Linked DNA regions of Sus scrofa: region 2 is linked to region 1. The links are chromatin contacts, called in public HiChIP or PLAC-seq maps. All regions are on one chromosome and are shown on one strand. The core of a region is the stretch at or near the end of the contact, and the rest is flanking DNA. Distances in the headings are between cores, read along the strand shown. Region 1 overlaps LOC106508846 (a long non-coding RNA gene). Region 2 overlaps EPB41L2 (band 4.1-like protein 2).

Evidence for each region. HiChIP or PLAC-seq counts read pairs in DNA pulled down with a chosen protein or histone mark.
Region 2: an H3K27ac HiChIP or PLAC-seq map of alveolar macrophages shows a contact between it and region 1. The contact joins two enhancer-like sites. A contact is called at or near these places in 17 of 47 Hi-C or Micro-C datasets (adipocytes, alveolar macrophages, blood and 10 more) and 2 of 2 datasets of contacts at active chromatin or transcription factors (alveolar macrophages and skeletal muscle).

The regions. Positions count from the first base shown.
Region 1 is chr1:32,046,862-32,052,316 of Sscrofa11.1, reverse strand. All of the region lies in intron 4 of LOC106508846 (a long non-coding RNA gene), which reads left to right. Among named protein-coding and RNA genes, the nearest start is that of ARG1, 29 kb to the right of the region's middle. Within about 2 kb of position 2,971, at least 3 of the 83 cell types and tissues checked have an H3K27ac peak or open chromatin away from gene starts, as enhancers often do. A contact at or near this core is called in alveolar macrophages, where this site is marked.
Region 2 is chr1:32,566,713-32,572,615 of Sscrofa11.1, reverse strand. EPB41L2 (band 4.1-like protein 2) reads right to left here. Exons shown (of 18, transcript XM_021088293.1): 6 at 5,328-5,403; 7 at 1,679-1,897; 8 at 49-136. Among named protein-coding and RNA genes, the nearest start is that of SMLR1, 140 kb to the left of the region's middle. Within about 2 kb of position 1,850, at least 13 of the 83 cell types and tissues checked have an H3K27ac peak or open chromatin away from gene starts, as enhancers often do. A contact at or near this core is called in alveolar macrophages, where this site is marked.

The DNA.
Region 1 (5,455 bases), core at 1,722-4,221:
AATACAGCCCCCACGAAGAGCTCCTCATGAGAGTTTTTGAACGTGGTTGTGGGGACTGGGGTGTCCAGGGAGGGGGCAAGGAAAAATTAACAAATTAAAAACAACAAAATATTAAACATGGCTGCAAGACACCTGACACTTTTTGAAATCAGAGAATTTAGGAAGGGACAAAGGAAAAGAAAGAGGAGAGAGGAGTTCCCACCCTGGCTCAGTGGTAATGAACCCAACTAGCATCTCTGAAGACACACGTTCCATCCCTGGCCTTGCTCAGTGGGTTAAGGATCCGGCGTTGCTGTGAGCTGTGGTGTAGGTCGCAGACGTGGCTCAGATCCCTCCTTGCTGTGGCTGTGGTGTAGGCTGGCAGCTGCAGCTCCAATTCAACCCCTAGCCTGGAAACTTCCATATACTGTGGGTGCAGCCCTAAAAAGACAAAAAAAAAAAAAAAAGAGAAAAGAAAGAAGTATATCCAACACTTTATAGATATTATTACATAATAAATAATGCCATCATGATATACCAAATACATTGAGAATGTCGATCTTCTTTTAGATATGAGAAAACTGAGGCTTTGCACCTGGGATTTAAATCCACATCCATCTATCCTAAGAACATACACTGTTTTTAATTTAATGTAGTGATGGGAACAATGGGGATAGGGAGAGACTTAGTAAACTTTTGGGTTATCTTTAAAAAAGTATTAATTGAATACCCAGTCTGCAGAATGAGATTTAGAACTGTGAAAATTTTCCCCCTTGGACTTTAATTAGAGATGTCTGATTTTTTTCCTCTACATAAATTCAAATCTTTATACTATGGACATTTACTGGACAAATTTGAAATGAGGACATAAATGTTTCCGGATATTTCTTCCCTCTCCTGAAAATTTTGCTGATTTGTTCTTGATAGTTCCTATAAATACCTCTGTGGGATGGGAAAGTGTAAAGTTAGGAGGAATGACCCGGCCAGAATGAACTATGATTCATGATAACATGTAATTCCCTTAAATGTTTAAATTTAAAATCCGTGTAAATGAATAACCTTTTAAAAGACATGCTGCATCACCAGTGGAGTTTGACAAATGCTTCTAATTACTTAATGCATTACATAGGTAAGAAAGCTAAATACTCTTAGACCTCATTGCTATTTCAGATCAAATGAGAGATGGGTGCATTGATTTGCCATGCATGTTTGTGTGTGTGTGTGTGTGTGTGTGTGTGTGTGTGTAGAATTCATTCAAAGAAACTTTTGAAATCTCAGATGTAAAAAGAGATTAAATTCCACGTGGAATGTGAAAAAAACTCTTCAATTGGTTAATACTGACAATTCTCAACTATAGCTACAATTTATTTTATGTTAAATTATATTCTAAAGCTAATTTGTCTGTTCTTTTACGAGATTAATTTATTATATGTAATCTAGCGCCCCCTTGTGTAATAGATTTTATTAACAAAGTTTGGGAACCAGTATTTGTATACTACGGATACTTTCCTGTAAATCATGTATCTGATAAAGTTTTGGTATCCGTGGCATATAAAGAATTCTTACAGGAGTTCCCGTCGTGGTGCAGTGGTTAACAAATCCGACTAGGAACCATGAGGTTGCGGGTTCGATCCCTGGCCTTGCTCAGTGGGTTAAGGATCCGGAGTTGCCGTGAGCTGTGGTGTAGGCCGGCAGCCACAGCTCCGATTAGACCCCTAGCCTGGGAACCTCCATATGCCACCGCAGTGGCCCAAGAAAATAGCAAAAATACAAAAAAAAAAAAAAAAAGCAATGAATTTGAATATGCATTTTTTCTCTAAATGTATATTCTTACATGGCCAATGAGCACATGAAAATATGGTCACATTTGTCCTTAGAGAAACGTAAAATAAAACCACAATCCAATAGCACTTCACATCTTCTTGGATGGCTTATATATTGTGTTTTGATTTCCAATTTTAGTCCTTGGATCATGGTATTATTTTATCTTTATTTTTTGGTTTGTATTTCCAAAGTCATACACAATAAAAAAAATATAGAAAGGAGCAAGGTTGAAATTTTCAGGTTTCATGCTTTGCCTATAACTGTCATTGAACCAAAACCACGTATGCATTGGAACGTTTCTTAAGAAAATCAGATTCATTCTCAGGAGGGAGGAAAAATAACTTTGTAAAACAGGAGAATTAGTTCTCAGAGATTCTTGGAATTTCAGGGTAAGAAGAAATTGTGGTGATGGAGCGAGGGGCAGAATGTGGCTGACATTTGTTTTTCCTGTGCAAATACAGCTGTCACTGTGTGGTGTGGCACAGGCTACAGGGCATGGTTAGTCCTTCCATGGAGCATGGGTTTATGACAGACTTCTCTTTTTTTAAAAAATTGTGGTACACATACAGAGAACAAACTACTCATTACCAGTAAGACGGGGAGGGGCAACATAAGAGGTGGAGAAGTGGGAGTTACAAACTATTGGGTGTAAGATAGGCCACAAGGATGTATTGTACAACACAGGAATATAGCCAATATGCTAACAGTAAGTGGAGTGTAACCTTTAAAAACTGCATATGTTGGGAAAATGAGTCATCGTCTGTGAGTCTCCTCTTCAGGAAATATTGCTGTAAGACAAAAATCAGTTGAGCAAATATAGTTTGGGGTGCTTTGTTCAAAAAATGTGATAAAAATCACGTAACATAAAATTTACCGTCTGAACCATTTGTAAGTGTGTAGAGTACAGTAGTGATAGGCAGAGGTACTTTGCTGTGCACCAGAACTCTAGACCTTTTCATCTTGTAAAATAGAAACCCTGTATCCATTGAACAACTCCCCTTTTCCCTTCCTGACAGTTTTCCTTTTTTCAGGAAATCTCATGTGAACACCAATATGTGAAGAGGTAGAAGCTATGTTGCCGTAATCCATGGCAAGGGAGGTGGCACCCTTTCCCTGGGACCCCCCTCCCTGTTGATGCTCAGGCTTGTGCACTCTGTGACTCTAGGCTTTTCAAGACTGTGGTTTCACACAATCAGAGACTTAGCTCTTCCCCACTGTAAAGGGTAGAACAGTACCCTATCTATCCCCCAAGTTCATATGTTGACGTCTCAACCCCCAGTACCTCAGAATGAGATCCTATTTGGCAATAGGGTCTTTATAGAGGTAATCAAGTTAATATGTGGTCATTAGGGTACACCCTAATCCAACAGGACTGGCGTCCTTATAAAAGGGGGAAATTTGTGACAACCAAGGCAGAGGTGGCGGTGATGCTTCTAAAAACCAGAGCACCTAGAATTGCTCATAAACCACCAAAAGCTGAGGAGAGATTCTCTCTCACAGCCCTCAGAAAGAACCAGTCCTACTGACACTTTCACCTTGGACTTCTAGCTTCTAGAACTGTGAAAGAATAGATTTCTATTTTTTTTGATGACAGCCCTAGCCAGCTAATACTCCCACATTTCCCATCAGTGAAGCTGTGGATTGCTATGGCTGCTGGATATGGCCAACACAGCCAACAGAGACTTAAGTTTTAGGCTGAGTAGTTACAAATCCCCAGAGATATGACAACTTTGTACTATAATGCAGTTACAGGTTATGGAAAATAATTAACTCAGTGAAAAATGTGCTTTCTAATTGGCCATAAAGGAGAGCAGAATATGCACCCCCAAATATGCCTCTTTGGCATAAGGATTGTCTTGAGCTGGTCTTTTTTAAGAAATAGCAGACACAAGGGAAGCTTTGAAAACTGAACAGAAGTTACCCTTTGGTCAGGGACATTTCCATTTATCAGGGAAATCTTCATTGGTGAGGGTGTCTCCCTCTCTGTACCAGAAAGAGAAAGATGATGAAATTGCTACAATCTCTTGTCAGTGGAGAAGGCAGCAACTTAAATTGATATAATAATTAAGTGAAATCTTTTTTAAAATTGTTATTTCCCCAATACAGTTTTTTTTCTACTGTACAGCATGGTGACCCAGTTACACATATATGTACACATTCTATTTTCACACATTATCATGCTCCATCATAAGTACTAGACATAGTTCCCAGCACTACACAGCAGAATCTCATTGCTAATCCATTCCAAAGGCAATAGTTTGCATCTATTAACCCAAAGCTCCCCATCCACCCTACTCCTCCCCCTCCCCCTTGGCAACCACAAGTCTATTCTCCAAGTCCAGGATTTTCTTTTCTGTGGAAAGGTTCATTTGTGCCATATGCTAGATTCCTGATATAAGTGATAACATATGGTATTTGCGTTTCTCTTTCTGACTTGACTTTACTCAGTATGAGAGTCTCTAGTTCCATCCATGTTGCTGCAAATGGCATTATCGTGTTCTTTTTATGGCTGAGTAGTATTCCATTGTGTATATATACCATATCTTCCTGATCCAATCATCTTAGGTGGACATTTGGGTTGTTTCCATGTCTTGCCTATGGTAAATAGTGCTGCAATCAACATGCGGGTGCACGTGTCTTTTTTAAGGAAAGTTTTGTCTGGATATATGCCCAAGAGTGGGATTGCTGGGTCATATGGTAGTTCTATGTATAGATTTCTAAGGTACCTCCATGCTGTTCTCCGTAGTGGTTGTACCAGCTTACATTCCCACCAACAGTGCAGGAGGGTTCCCTTTTCTCCACACCCCCTCCAGCATTTGTTATTTATTAATGATGGCCATACTGACTGGTGTGAGGTGGTATCTCGTGGTAGTTTTGATTTGCATTTCTCTAATATGATATCAGGGATATTGGCCATCTGTACATCTTCCTTGGAAAAATGTCTATTCATGTCTTTTGCCCATTGGGTTGTTGGTTTTTTTGCTGTTGAGTTGTATACGTTGCTTGTATATTCTAGAGATTAAGCCCTTGTCAGTTGCATCATTTGAAACCATTTTCTCCCATTCTGTAAGTTGTCTTTTTGTTTTCTTTTTGGTTTCGTTTGCTGTGCAAAAGCTTGTCAGTTTGATTAGGTCCCATTGGTTTATTTTTGCTTTTATTTCTGTTGCTTGGGAGACTGACCTGAGAAAACATTTGGAAGGTTGATGTTAGAGAGGGTTTTGGCTATGTTCTCTTCCAGGAGTTTGATGGCGTCTTGTCTTATATCTAAGTCTTGAAGCCATTTCGAGTTTATTTTCATGCATGGTGTGAGGGTGTGTTGTAGTTTCATTGATTTGCATTCAGCTGTCCAGGTTTCCCATCAATACTTGCTGAAAAGACTGTCTTTTCCGCATTTTATGTTCTTGCCTCCTTTGTCAAAGTTTAATTGACCATAGATTTCTGGGTTCTTTATTCTGTTTCATTTGTCTGTATTAAATTGACATAATAATTAAACCCTTGTTTACTATGTTTTGCCTGACGACTTCCTATAACTGGAAAATTAGGTTTCCTCCCCTTCATCTAGCAGCTTTCTTAACATTTATTTTTATGTAGAAAATTGTTTTTTTTTTTTTTTTTTTGTCTTTTTGTCTTTTGTTGTTGTTGTTGTTGCTAT
Region 2 (5,903 bases), core at 601-3,100, 520 kb before region 1:
CAGGCAACATGCTGGAAAGATGCCAATTCCCTGTTACACTCACAGTACCTTGGCATGATGCAGGTCAACACCATACATGGAAAGCCTCTTGGCATTTTCTAAGAACTGAGAATCAGCTTGTGCTGGAGATAAGCCCCTAAGAATCAAAAGAAACAATATTATCATATTGACGGACACAAAGCAAATGTGGCTAAAATAGGGAAAGTGGGGTATGAGCTTGGAGAGTTTAAGGTGGAGGGAGTGACCCAGCCATATGTGCAAACAGATAAGAAGGCTCAACTCTCAACCTCTTGCATTTTTCTTTTAAGATCCTCCAATATAAACCTATTCATGGCAAGGAGCTGCACCTTCATCTTTACACTTTATCTCAGAAACATGCTTTCAATTTTTTCCACTGGGCAAAAAAGCCCCAGCAATAATGGGTACAACATAAATTAAGAATAAAAAGTGATCTCATCTTTCTGAAATAGACAAATACTCTCCTTAATTTATTTCACTAGGATCGACCATACTAAAGATCAGAAGTACTCGGATTTGATTTTACACCTGACAGACCACATTCTGTCCATATTAAAATTATTTCCATTCTTATCTATATTCCCAACGAAATGAATCTGAAGTTCCTACAAAGCCGGGTCCATTAATCTTCATATTCCCCATGGCATCTCAGCACCTGAATTTCAATTTCAAATTACATATGTCTACTGAATAGAATGGTAATAAAGTTAATAAGAATATAAAGTCAAATATTGCACTTTTTAAAAGAAAAGTCAATGGTGGTAGTCTGCTTAAAAATCTCTAATCTCTCAAAGTACCTTTCAGATATTTCAGTCAAAATTTTTGAAAACTTCCATTTTGCAGTATGGGACAAGTTAGTTGCTGGAGTTTTAAAAACTTGTGCTTAAAAAAATTTTGTTTTCACACAGATATAAAGTTCTCAAAGTGTAATATGGTATTTAAGTAATTAAGTAATGCTAAACTAAACCAAAAGTCATCTTTTATGGGTAGAAAAACACCCGTAGATTTCAATTACCATTCCTACCTCCATTTACCACTCTTGTTTCTCTTTTTTTTAATTAAAACACAATTGATTTACAATGTTGTTATTAGTTTCTGGTGTACAGCACCGTGATTCAGTTATATGTAGATAAATATTTTTTTTTCATTATAGGTTATTACAAGATATTGACTATAGTTCCCTGTGCTACACAGTAGGTCCCTGTTGTTTATTTTATATATAACCACTCACATTTCTGATTCAAGTCTTGATGCTTCATTATCTCCCTGGCTTTCTTATCAAGTATGATAATAAAGACAATTAAAAGACAGAAGAAATACACAGTAAATGCAAACAATTGTGTGTGTGTGTGTGTGTGTGTGTGTGTGTGTGTGTGAAGGGATAGGACTGGGAGCAGGATAAAGGAGATATCACAGGGAAAAGTAAATTTTCCTGATAAATGAAAACATTTACCCTCGTGAGCATAGTTTCTCAAATAGCCATAAAGACGATGGAAGGATAGCTCAGTGACTCAAAGCTGCCTTGCCTCGCACTACGTGAAGCTCCACAAGGGTGAAATGAACAATCCCCTGAACTACACTCAAATGTCTGGCAATGTTCCAAGGGAAGCCATTTAAACCCACCATGGTTACTCCCTCTCCAGTAAGCAAGTCTACAGACCTGTGGGTTTTATACAGCTCTGCCACCTTCTCTTCCAGCTCCTTGGTCTGGGTGGGGGCAAACTGGAAGTCACTGAGGTCATTACTGTCATGCTCTTCTGGGTCATAGTCGCCAAGTTCAGCCTGCAGTGTGTAAGAGCCCAGGAGGGCGTGAGTCATAAGAGAGCAGGGCAGGCGGCCTGAGGCAATGTCCTGCCGGAGCTGAAGGCACAAGAAGTATCTGCAAGGAACAGGGGGAGAGACGGGTCAGGAGAACAATTAGTTAAGATTGTAGCACTCCTAAATATAAGTCAGATATTCCTTTGAAAACAAATATACAACATAGGCACTCTTCAAATCCAGAGCATAAAAGTCTTCTGTAAGAAAATGCCCACCTTCCTCCTTGGACTCCTAACCCTTGCTGGCTATTTACAGAAACTGAATCTAGAGGGCAAAGTAAGAGTGGAAAGTCTCAACTGCTCTTCTGACAGGTGTTATTATTACTATTATAATCAAGAGTTTAATGACTCCAAGTGAAACTCCAATCACTTAGACTGTCTCCTTGGATTTAAAAGTATAATCAAATTCAGCATGCTCCTCCAACTTGTACAGATTAATAAAATTTAAGAAATAGCTGCAGTTCTTATGCATTTGCAGGAAAAGCTAAGGTCACCCACACTTTACCCCCTCCACCTTTTTCATACTCATTTCTTTTTTTGAGACACCTTTAACAACCATTATAAGTCAGTCTCCACGTGGAAGCCCTTACTTGCCCACTGACCCTATCTAAAAAGGCAGCTAACTTAGTTTATAGTAGAAAAAGCATGGGCTTCAGAACCCAGCAGAGCTATGTGACCTTGAGCAATTGATTTACTTGCCTAAGTATAATTCCCACATATAAAATGGGAAGAACTCTATTTCCCTTTGAAGAAGAGGGTTAAAAATTAGAGAATATAAATAAAACATCTGTCTTGGAACCCGGGAATCAATAACAATTAGTATCCATAATCATATTATTAGTTACAATAATCATTCAATGTCCTAAGTGGATTATTACAGTTAGAAGATTCTGGCTTTTACTAAATAACATGCAGAAATATGTTATTTATATTCTATGAGGATTTGGGGGGGGAGGGAGGTTCCACTATTAACTCCTTTTAAAACCTGATTTCTGCTTTTGAATGTAACCATTTGCTAAGGTTAGCATCGACCCCTCCAAACAAGATGTAGCATCCTCATGCTTGAAGACCTTATACCTGTATTATTACCCCAATCTCCTGTCAAGCAGGGCAGGGACTCTATTATCATCATAATCTCAGGCTTGGCCAAGTGCTGGCCACATGGCAAGTGCTCCATGGTTTTCTAAGAATGCAAGTCGTCTCACCACTACAGTCAGAGTGTTTTTATGCCCTGCAGGAGCTCTCTTTCTAAGGAGATTATGTGTTTCCTTGACCCTAGAACAACAGAGCATCATTGCCCTTATTTGAGAAAGCTCAGTTTTGAAATGATTCCAGGTTACCCTCAATTTCTCTATGTCTAATCGAGAATAGTGCTAATTCACCACATTTTATGGCACAGTTAAGACATAAACACAAAGATTCCATTTATTACCAAATGGAAGTAAATGTTGCTCCTTTTTATATTATCATTTCTACTTTTCACATTGATCTTTTCTTCTGTTGTCAAAGCCCAAGTCTAAAAAGGCTGAAAACTTCAAACAAAAACCGTAACAGCCTCCTGAGTTTCCCAACTCCATCTCCTTCACTTTTTTTTTTTCCTTTTTAGGACCACACCTGAGGCACATGGAAGTTCGAGGGCTAGGGGTCAAATTGGAGCTGCAGCTGCTGGCCTACACCACAGCCACAGCAACACCAGATCTGAGCCACATCTGTGACCTACACCACAGCTCACGGCAATGCGGATCCTTAACCCACTGGGCAAGGCCGGGGATCAAACCCGCATCCTCATGGATACTGCTGAGGTTCTCAACCCGCTGAGCCTCAACAGGAAATGCTCCAACTCCATCTCCTCGACAGGGCAGGACAGATCATTCCTCAAACATTACTCTGAACTCTGTTCTTGCCCTCCGCAAAAGTCTATCCCATCTTCCAGATGTTCACTCAAGTCTGGTGAGGATTTCAATTGTAACGTTTAGGCTGCAAAGCTCTTCTTACAGGCTGGTCTCAGGCTGTAGCAAGAGCGTCTTAGTTATTAGCTCACTAGATTACTATCTCATTCCTCCAAAACACACAGGGAGACTGTTCAAGGTCCATCTAAAAGAATACCAAAGCACTTTCCCGGTGCCATAAAGTTGCAATCACCAAAGGATTATCATCCCTCAAAGGAATCACTGTAAGGGGGAGTGTATGTACAGACAGGGCGTTAGATCACAAAGCCCCAATTATGTGCACTGGTCAAGGACACTCTGCGGTGAGGCTCTACAGCATACGCACAGCAACCCGTCAAAAGTTTCATGCTCTGAGCAGCTCACTGAGTGATGGCAAAGTGCTATTTATTATTTATTATTAATTAGCTGAAGCTAATTCAATCACAACTCAATTAGTATCAGTAAATCCTTATTCAGCAATAACCAATAACGGGTGTGTGTGTGGGTAGGGTGCTGTCATTTGCCCAACCTTGGGAAGAAATCTCTCTCATTCTTCGTTCACGTGGATATCATACACTTGTTTAAATACCTACCCAGCTTCATGTCTGACAGCAGAACTGGCCTAGCAGCAAACAGGAACCACAAAAATCAAAAACAGAGTCTTTTGCTAATACCAATTTTCTAAAAGTATATACAAAGAACACAGTTTTCCCTGGCCAGGTAAATAACCTTTTAAAAAATAGATAAAAATCACCTTATGGACCTACTCTTACCAAAGCTAAAGAGCCTTATCACTGGTACTCAGCTTAATAGGGCTAAGATATCAAGGCCCTTGTAGATATGAATGTTCCTTGGTTACCATTCAAATACTCAGTCACTCTCAAAACCCACAAATGCTCTCTTGCTCCTAAACTGAATCTTCTATTTGCAATTTAAGCATATGTCTGTATTGTCCAGAAAAATCTCAGAGGAGATGGAAAAGAAATAGCTACTGATGCTTACATAAGAAAGCCTATCTTACTGGTTTTTTTTTTTTTGTTTTGGTTTTTTTTTTTCCAAATCTTGGGACAAGGAGATGGGGATTGCAGGGGGTGGGGGTTAAAAAAATTATAGTTAAGTAGACGTCCAAAAATAGACCTTTAACATTTGATACGTTATACATTTTTCTACCTTTATGTTACCTTTGTAATACAAGGTTAGTACACAGGCAGACATTATTATTATATAATAAAAACAATCTTAGTACCAAAATCTGAAATATTAAATATTAGTGATTTTTGAAAGTATAACACGGGAAATGAAGTTGCTACCAGTTTTAAAAAAAATTCCATTACTCAAATATAAATGGGAAATTAAAGACAAGTGAATGAAATGTTTGAAACTAGCAACATTTCAAACTATTTTGGAATATCTCACTTCCAAAGAAACTTCTAAAACTCAAGGAAAAAATGTTTTGGGTGGGTTTTTTTGGTTCTGCTCCTGAAATTATCACCACTCCTCCAGGGCACAGAAATGAGAGCTGTTAAGTAAATGATCATATTTTAAAAATATGAATTTAAGGTACCTGGTGATATCTTCAGTCAATTGAGAAGGATCAGGAGGATAAAACTTCACATTAAAGGTAAACAGCCAAGGCAGATCTGTAATTATTAAAGATCATGATTATTTATCCAATCAACACAATGACCATTTATACCAATAAAACATAAAGGTCAATGTTCAAACAGTAGAGGTTAGTCTCACTATAAATCGGTTTAAAGACTTTTGTTTAATTTAAACACAATAGCATCCAGCACAAATGAACATCTCCACAGAAAAGAAAATCATGGACTTGGAAAATAGACTTGTGGCTGCCTGATGGGAGGGGGAGGGAGTGGGAGGGATCGGGAGCTTGGGCTTATCAGACACAACTTAGAATAGATTTACAAGGAGATCCTGCTGAGTAGCATTGAGAATTATGTCTAGATACTCATGTTGCAACAGAACAAAGGGTGGGGAAAAAAATGTAATGTATACATGTAAGGATAACTTGATCCCCTTGCTGTACAGTGGGAAAAAACAAATAAAAATAAAGACTATCATTTATAAAGCAAAAATGAAATGAAAAATAAAAATCAATTATATAAAAAAGCCATCATTA